Linked DNA regions of Anas platyrhynchos: region 2 is linked to region 1. The links are chromatin contacts, called in public Hi-C maps. All regions are on one chromosome and are shown on one strand. The core of a region is the stretch at or near the end of the contact, and the rest is flanking DNA. Distances in the headings are between cores, read along the strand shown. Region 1 holds the start of GALNT15 (polypeptide N-acetylgalactosaminyltransferase 15). Region 2 has its middle 49 kb from the start of ANKRD28.

Region 1 (4,610 bases), core at 624-3,123:
CCCCCCACACACACCCTGCCCCCGGCGCCCCCATTTCTGCCCCCCGTCAGCCTCTCCCGGCTCCCGCTGCACCCAAAGCGAGGGGGCAGGTTGGTGAGGGAGACACAGGGCGCACAGGAGGAGAGAGGGGTTCACGGGGCTTTGGGGCAGCGCCAGGGGAAGGTGCGGGTGTTGTCCCCGAGATCAAATAGGTTGCTTTACTTACAACGGGTGTCGTACCTCAGGCAGCTCCCTGCGCAGAGACAGCCGCTCGCTGAGCGCTTCGTTGAAGCCGTGGGTCTCCAGGCCGAGTGGCTGCTGCCCCACGGCAGCCCCATGCCCGTCCTCCAAGGGAAGGGGTTCGAGCTGGGACTCCGGGTCCCCCTCCTTTGCCTCCGGCCGCCGGCTCTGCTGCTTCACCACACGATAGCCCTTCCTGGCCTTGCTGTGGTTCCTTCGTCCCGCGGGCGACACGACGGCGGCGATCAGCTCGTCCTCCCGCAGGGAGATGAAAGGCGACAGCCCGTCCAAGGGGTAGTACTGCTGGCTCTCCTCCTGGGTGTCCAGCATCTCCTGGGGCTCCGCAAAGCCCATCTGATAGCCTTCCCGGGGGTTGAACTCCACCGGCTGGAAGGTCCCGTCCTTGCTCTGGTTGCTGGGCGGTGGATTCAGCGTTGTGACCATCAGCAGCAAAAAGCCCAGCATCAGCAGCAACAAGAGAAACTGCAGCTTACGTGATCCATATCTGCATTTCTTCCTCAAGAACATGCTGTTGGTGACAAAATGATACAGATGGTCATGTTAAACACCACTTGGATATCGCTCAGATTCCAGTCCTCGGGTTGCAGCAGAGCACTGGTTTTCACTATCTGCCAAGAGGATTTTCTGTTCCCCTCACATTTCACTGATGCCGTTTCATGCTCTCCTCTCTATTTACAGACAAAACAGAAAAAAATGCCTATTAATATTGCACTTACTGTAGTAAAAGGCAGCATGGATCCAGTGGGATGAAGTAGATCTGTTATTATTCAGTCCCGGCTTAGTTAAGAAAGAGCATGTTTAGCTGATGAAAAAAGTAGCTGAAGTTTTGATTTTTTTTCCCTTCTAAATTCTAAGTAAAAAGAAAATCCATTTCTTATAGCTTCCTTGCAGAGTATTTCCTGCTTCTTCAAAGTTTCCCGTTGCTGCCTGGTCTGATGTGCCTTATCTCTGAAAGCAGATCTGACAGCTTTCCCCCGTTCTGAGGCTTCGAGTTCGCTGTGATCAACAGATGAGAGAACTAGTCAGTCCCTGACTTTGTTTCACACATAACTACAGCACTCAGTCAGGAAGCACTTTGCCAGACATAATACAGAGCAATGTGTGCGTCTTTCTCTTGGTCCTAATGCCCTCACTGTTCTTGTCCTATCAAATCAAAACTTTGCAAAAGCTGTCAGAGGAGAAATATAAGAAGCAAAACGCCGTGTTATAAAACAAGTCAGGGTGTACCACGAATCACCCGACTTCTGAGTAACCTTATTAAGCTAAGAATGCTCAGAGTGAGAAGCAAGAATTTCATAAACTGAATAAAAGATGGAGTGCGCATGATTTATTTAGTGTTAGATTTATTCATATGGTAATGTGCTAGCTGGAGTATATGAGTATATTTCATCTGCAATAAATATTTACAGCTGTAGGGATTTTAACACTGACATAAGGATGCCAAATTATCACCTGGCAGACTGAAGTTGTCTCCTCATCCATAAATTCAGTGTTGCACGGGGAGCAGCACTTCCAGTTTTCAATAGTCCAGGAATAACATGTAGAAAGCCTGGGCTGGAACAACGACTACTGACACTGAGAGAGAACAACTTCTGTGAGTAAAAGGGGAGCTCAGTCTCTGAGGTCTGTTTGCTAATGCTGCTGGCAAGGGTGCTAGCGGGCACTGACTGTGGCATTTTTTTTGCTGCAAGACGGATGATTGTCCAATGGGAAAAGGGTGAGACAGTCCACATGCTTCAGCATCACATGCCTCTTGGTCTGGCAGAGATCAAATAGAGAAGACACTCAGGTGTTACTAACCTTTTTGATGCTGGGGACATGGGATTTGTTTTTCTTTTTTTCTTTCCCCCATATCCTGTAGCATTTGATGATCAAAAAGCTCCAACCTCCAGCTCTAGGAGGCATGTGGCTACTGGAGAACTTCCATATTCACCTTTTGTTAAAAAGTAGATTTCTAGACATTGTAGGTAAAAGAAAAACCTGAATACATGAATGCAGTACACTTTAAAGGAAGCCAGGCATTCATTCTTTCTTTCCTTCTTGCCCATTACCTCCCTATAGCCTCTTTGCTTACTCCTATAAGTTCAGTCTATGGGTCCTGGTAAACAGCTTTCAAACAGCTAAAAAGGACGGGACACCAACTTTTCAACTAAATTGGTTTCAAAAGGAGGGACTGGAGAGAGCACCTTACAGTTGCTGCAGGCACGTAGCATCTGGCACTTGTGTGTACTCCCCTGACTGTCTTATGCAGAATGCCTTGAACAAGTGAGACCAGTCTGCCGTGCCTTGGCACCTTGCCTACCTCAGCTGTTCTTAAAATGATATAACACTGCTATATCCTGGGTAGATGGAAGATTTAGCCAACATTTTGATACTTCACCATTGTGCATACCTTCCCTTTTTAGCTTAAATTCACAGAAAAGTAACATCCCAACCCACCTTCCATCTTGAGAATATTGCTCTTTATCCTTCTTTCCTTAGGAAAAAAAAAAAGTGTTGAAGTTTTCAATTCATTAGGGAAGCAGCACACATTTGCATTAAAAAAATCTGAGTTCAAAAGCATTCATTTAAATAACAATACATGTCAGACATAGAAAGACAAAATGAAATGGAAATGAAGAGACCTGTCCGAGATATTCTGCAAAATCTGGCACCAGTGACTTGCAAAATGTGTGGTTTCACAGAGTACTAATACCAGGCAAATGGAAGAAAGGGAGAAACTGAAGGAAGATTGTGTGTGGAATAAATAGGAGAAAGTAGTATTTTTTTTCTTCTTTTTTTGATCTACCCAAGTATTTTGATTTAATTTAATTATTTTTTTATTTTTTGCCTTGACTAAAATAGTAAAACAGGATTCTTTAACAACGCTGATCAAGGTAATTCTAGCCTGCAGTGGTAACTGCTGTATAAATTCTGTCCTTGCGTGTTCTGTGTTGCTGAACAAATCCACCTGGGTCTCTTGTGCAACTAGATTTCAGCTACAGATGAAACACAATTAACAAATTTACGGAAATATTTGCTCCTTTTGGGACAGAGCTGATCAGCAATGTTATCATTGAAATATATGCATATGGAATCTTACCTTTGAATATATCCTTACAATTTTAATGAAGAAGAAATGAACAACTGCAAACAATTGCAGAAAGATGTTTGGAGATTAGTCCAGTAAATTATATGTATAAAAGTATGAAATATCACATGGCACTGTTCCAGCAGACCTTACTCCCCATCCAGCATGGACTTCTCCATTGAAGCTTTCCCTCAGCCAGCCCTAACGCTGCAAGACGAGCCTTCCTAAACCATCATGTGTCAAGCAGTGTCTTACTCTTAAAAACGAGCCAGAAGAGTCCCGTGGTTTCCCACTGCCAGCATACAGAAGAGAGATTGACTTTCCAATGCGTGAGGTTTTTAGTGTTTGGGAGGTTATGTCTTGTTTCTGAATGGCACTTGAAGAACAACATCACTTGCTTATCAGCTCCCTGCCTAGCAATAATGAAATTCTTCACCTTCACTCTCTAAGTGCTGCTTCATACAGGTAGCCCACAAAATGGACTGCTCACGAAAGATGTTGTTGTCCTCAGACTGCTGTTGGTGCAGCAGACCTAGGGGCAGCCAGAGAGAAATGCATTACAAGCTGTGCCAAATAGATCAGCAGCTGCTCCTGAAAGGGCCAGCCTCCAGCACCAATATTGACCAGTGCCAATATCAACCACTGCCAATATTTACCAGTGCCAATCTCATGTTGTTCGTCCTGCTGGTCAACCCATGCAGATGGTGAAAGGCTTCTAACAAGTTCTGCTCAGGCAGACCCTGTTGCAGAAGGTATAGAAACCTTAAATACTAGGTCAAGTCTTATCAACTCTTCCATTCTCTAGTGCTTGCTTGTGCCTCTGACTGGTAAGGAAGGAAACATTCACCATCCTTCACTGTTGCTCAAATTTTGGTCACTAATTGATGAGAGCTAGGACATGAAATCAAATCTAGGTCTTGGTATTCATTTCAAACATATTAGGAGTATCCAGAGTAAAAAGCCTTTCAGTCACTGTGGTGTAGCTCTTTGTACTTACCCTTTCCTCCCCACATAATTTCTGTCTTGCAATTTTGTCTAAACTGTTCCCCATCACATACTTGTTAAATGTTACAGGACATGTTATGTTATCCGTACGTGAAGAAACAACGCATACCTCCAATGTGCAGAGCCTGTGTTTAACTGCCAGGAAAATAACAAAGGACAAAACCAAGGCTGGATGGAAGAAAGAGCACGTGGACAGGTTGTTATTTACTCTTTAATAAACATCTTGGATTGATTTATGCTCCAATGCCAAAAGCAGATGTGCCACCTTCCATTTAAAGACTCAACAAGTAACAGC
Region 2 (4,213 bases), core at 1,007-3,506, 65 kb after region 1:
TACCAAAGTGAAACGCCAGTAATAAGCGGCCTCGTTATATAGGAATAAACAAAGCTGTTTTTCTTTATTTTGTTCCATTTCCTCCAAGAACTTTCAAATAATTCAGGGAGAGAGGTAAGAAGAGCTGGGAACATTACTTTTCCTTTAATCCTTAGATCCCTCAGCTGACTCTACACTTTGTTTTCATGCTGAAGGGGAAAAAATATTTTCCTGGCAGGTTTAGAATGATTTTTCCATTAATCTTTTCTCTTGGAGCCAAGATACATTTTTTCACAAAGATCTGATGTGACATAATACTGTACCTGGAATTTCACACTGGAGAGAGTGGAAAAATGCTCTCCCCACAGCAAAAGCACACACAAAGCTCCAGCAGAACTGAGAAGCCAAAAGAGCAATTTGAAAAGGGGACAGGAAGGAATATGGGGCAAAGTCATTTCCCACAAGGGAGGAAAGCTCTGAAACGCTGTGCTGTTTTTTAAGCCTTTCAGAGATAAACTGATAGAATACGGTATGTAGTGGCACAGGCCAACAATTATCTTGCTGGGAAGTTATCTCAGCAGTTTGAAATCCTATTAATTAAAAAAAAATAAAAAAAGAAAGAAAAAAAAAACACATGAGGGTGGAATCTCAAAGTGTAAATGCGAGGAGCAATGGAAGTGTTTCAGATTAATGCAATCCAAAGCAGAACAGAAACTGCTTCTGCAATTAAATACATATGTACATGATCTTGGATTTATGAAAGATTTCATTTGATAGGACCCACCCATCTCCCTATTTTTGGCTTATCAGTGCTTTCTTTCAACATTTAAAGTGTTTTCTTCAAAGCCCGGAGCTGGAGCATCTCCAGGCAGTTTAATTGTCCAGATGTGGATTTCCTACACACTTGCAGCATAGGGAAGACATGATGTTTTTTGCTTGGAAGCCAATGAAAAGAAGTATTTTCAAATTCAGACTTGCTTTTCAAAAGGACTCACTGGAATTTGTCTTGAAAAATTCCCAGGCCTCAGCCGAGCAATGCATCGCTCTTGACATACATCTAACCGTGGCTCTGCCTGCCTCTGGCTGGTTTTGTACCCATGGCAAAGCACCGAACAGTGCTCAGAGGGCTTCAGAGGGCTGCATGGCTGCGTTCCTCCTTAAGCCTGGTGGCGCTCTGCGCCGTGCTTTCTTGGTACTAGAAATCCAAAACCAGTGCTGGAATGAGAGAGAGGCTCAACAAACAAGGTCCTTCTGTCAAACATTGCTGGACCACAAGGAAATTTCTCAGCTGCAGTGGGCCACAGCTGGTGAGTGCCAGAAGTGTGGTTACCCAAACTCGGCTTTGTCCTCCGTGACAGCCACATTCGTTGTTCCCCAAGAGCAAGCTGGATGTAGCATGCCTCGTGCTCTCATGCAGAACTGCTGTTGCAGTATTGCTGCAGTATCACACACCTCAAGGAAGGGACCATCAAAGGCAGGTGTTTCTTATCTTTTTGGCACTGCTCTCCTGGCATCCATCCTACCAGCAAGATTTATTTTGTGGAGGGCAATATTGGCTGGAATGGCTTGTAAATCTTCTGACCACAGGGGCTGATCTTTCAGATTGGTTTGAATTTTCAGTATTACCTTAGCTCAGCTCTCAAAAACAAAAGAGTAGACTGCGTTGGAAGCCAATCCCCCCCATTTATTCCTGGCACATGCATAGTATCTGCTCAAACCTCCATCACAAATTACTTCACGTAATGCTTTCTTCAGTGCATTTTCAGAAGATAGGGCAAAACCAGACTTGGCATAAGGGAATCCCACTGCACTGGGTCACATACTCCTGATCTTGCACCGAAGCCCTACACCCTGCTCCCTGCTCATGCTGATGGCAGGGATCCTGCTGGAAATGGTCCCTCCGCTTCACCCAGAGCAGGGCCCAAGGAAGTAAGCCCCTGTCCACCCCAGCTGAGGGAAGAAGCTGCTTCCTACATACAAGTAATTAAAATGCTTTTATTCCATGAAAAGCTCCAATAAATCTCACCCCCTTTGCTCTGTGCGCTGGGCTGCATGTGGGCTTACTACGCTTTATTTTCATGACTTTCTGCCGAACCGTTTCTGAGAATTGCAAGTGTGAAAACAAATAAAAAAAAGTTATATGTGAGGGAAAACCTGCTGCCTTTGTTTGAAATCCATTCCCAGATCCACAGCTGGCCAAGCCTCGCCCAGATGTTATTGTGTGGTTATGGATTTTGGATGTTCTTTCTTTGCTGGAAGCAGCGCAGCCAACGTACGCTCCTCCTGCAAAAGATCTGCTGAGGGAAAAAACAACTGTGTACCGCAGCCGAATGCAAGAGGCAAAGCAGGGGTGGGAGCCTCTTTTGGCAGCACCCATCGGGCTGTCCTCACAGTTTTATGGCAGGTAGGAAAAGCACAGGGAACTTTCACAATGCCGCAGCCCAAAATAGGGCCATAACGCACAAAAATAGTAGGAAGCGAGACAAATAGTCCTCAGTAGTCATTTTCCTCTTTCCCCTTCTGTCTGTCCTCTCCCCTTCAATCTTTCAATTTTCCTTTCCCTTTTAGCCTTCCGTCTCTTTCAGGGTAATTTTATTTTCCATGGGGGGAGAAAGAAAGCGATTTGGCTTTGTTCGCTGCGAGGGCTGGCGCTGTGCCGGCGGGGGATAGGGGAGCAGCGTGACTGTGCTGGTAGGTGCTGTTATAAAGGTAATTATGGGCCGTTTGGTTTCATAGGGTTCTTTTAGCTAAGCTGTAAAACAGAGGTTGTTTCTGCTTACGATCATTAAAAATCCGTCACCGTGACCCATGATCCTGGTGAAATGTCAATACTGGTTTTCCGGGGTTGCGTCCTACATCACAACGTATGGCTAATATGAGAGCATCACAAGCCACATTTGACTTCAGGAATGCCAGCATCACAGTGGCAAGTGACAAAATACCCAGTACATAAAGTCTTTCTGTTCAAAAAAGGTCCTGGTAAATGTGCTGCAATGCTGGGAAGATGTGGCCAGCAGCAGGCACCCATGAAGCGAAGAGCTTTTGCTTCCTTTCCTGCTTCCCTTCAGCCCAGCTTTACAAAGGGGTTTGGGTGCTCTTCGTTTCTTCCTCTACCCAGCCTCCTTCCAGCATTACGTCTGCTTCCAGATCCTCTTTTCAGTTACCATTTCTGCAACTGAATCCCTTTCTGAAGCCACACCTTCTGCCCAGCATGAGTGCCCACCTTGCTTTGTGCGTGTCCTCCCTTCTTCTCCCCTCTCCCTCCTTCCTGACAGCATCCCTTGGCAGCCCCTACGCATTTGTCTTTCCAAGGTGAATTAATGTAGGTAATTGCTATGGTGAAAATAGTACGGTGAACTATGAATTTAGCAGGTCATTTCGCTGCTCTGTTCAATTGGTCTCATTGATGCAATCTGCTTTGGCACTGCCTCTCCACTACAAAAGCAGCAGCCTTAACACTAAGGCAGGATTTATTTCGTAGCTACTGCTACCAGCAGGTCTGGTGCTTTTCACGTTCCCTGACACCACACTTCGCTGTGGCAAGGAGTGTTTGTTTCTTCCAGAGTTCACGAGTGTATCTTGAAGTCATGTACGCGAGGTTTTAAGGTGATGTTAATGTTATCGTTGTGCAGGAAGCCAGGCCAGCAAGGCTGCAGGGGAAAAGGTGGGAGGTCTGAATGAATGAAACGAGCCTGGGATTTTAGCGTGGAGTCCCCCTCTCTGTTAAATAAATTATCTCGCAGTTTGGTAAGAAAAGATTGCCCACCACAGGAAGACCAGTGCAATTTCTCTCTCTCTCTCTCTCTCTCTCTTTTTTTTTTTTTTAACTGCCTTATTTTTTAATAAAATTTTGTCTCTTTGTTTCCAGAATGGTATGTTTGAAGGAGTTTCCAGTACTAAAGTGTAATTTTGTGTAGGAAAGCCATTCAGGGTTTCTATATTTCTTCTTCTAGAATAACTTTTATATCTTAAACCACAGAATCAGTGCACAGATGAGAACTTCTGCAGCTTCTCACTCCAGAGACTCCTTGTGCTGGCATCCTTAACTTGTAAATTTAACACATGATATTGGATGGAGCCTACAATCTGCCCTGTAATTTTATGTTTATTTTTTTTTCCCAAATATTAATTTCATATTTACTGGAGCTAAAGCCATTTTTCTGTAGTTGCTGTGACTTCTGCTCTTCAAATCTCAGTCCTGATCCCTGGCTGCAGTTTGCAGCAGTTCGGTTGA

The links. A called contact is a pair of places that touch in the nucleus more often than the background predicts.
Region 2: a Hi-C map of subcutaneous adipose tissue shows a contact between it and region 1, with 4 times the contacts expected there. The contact joins the enhancer-like site here to the promoter of GALNT15 in region 1. A contact is called at or near these places in 2 of 8 Hi-C or Micro-C datasets (F1 follicle and subcutaneous adipose tissue).

What each region holds. Positions count from the first base shown.
Region 1 is chr2:122,801,063-122,805,672 of IASCAAS_PekinDuck_T2T, forward strand. GALNT15 (polypeptide N-acetylgalactosaminyltransferase 15) reads right to left here and starts at 1,874. Exons shown (of 10, transcript XM_072033507.1): 1 at 1,693-1,874; 2 at 206-748. The coding sequence starts at 1,718. LOC140001589 (a long non-coding RNA gene) reads left to right here. Exons shown (of 3, transcript XR_011806951.1): 2 at 4,385-4,511.
Region 2 is chr2:122,866,010-122,870,222 of IASCAAS_PekinDuck_T2T, forward strand. No RefSeq gene overlaps it. Among named protein-coding and RNA genes, the nearest start is that of ANKRD28, 49 kb to the right of the region's middle. Within about 2 kb of position 2,257, at least 1 of the 8 cell types and tissues checked has an H3K27ac peak or open chromatin away from gene starts, as enhancers often do. A contact at or near this core is called in subcutaneous adipose tissue, where this site is marked.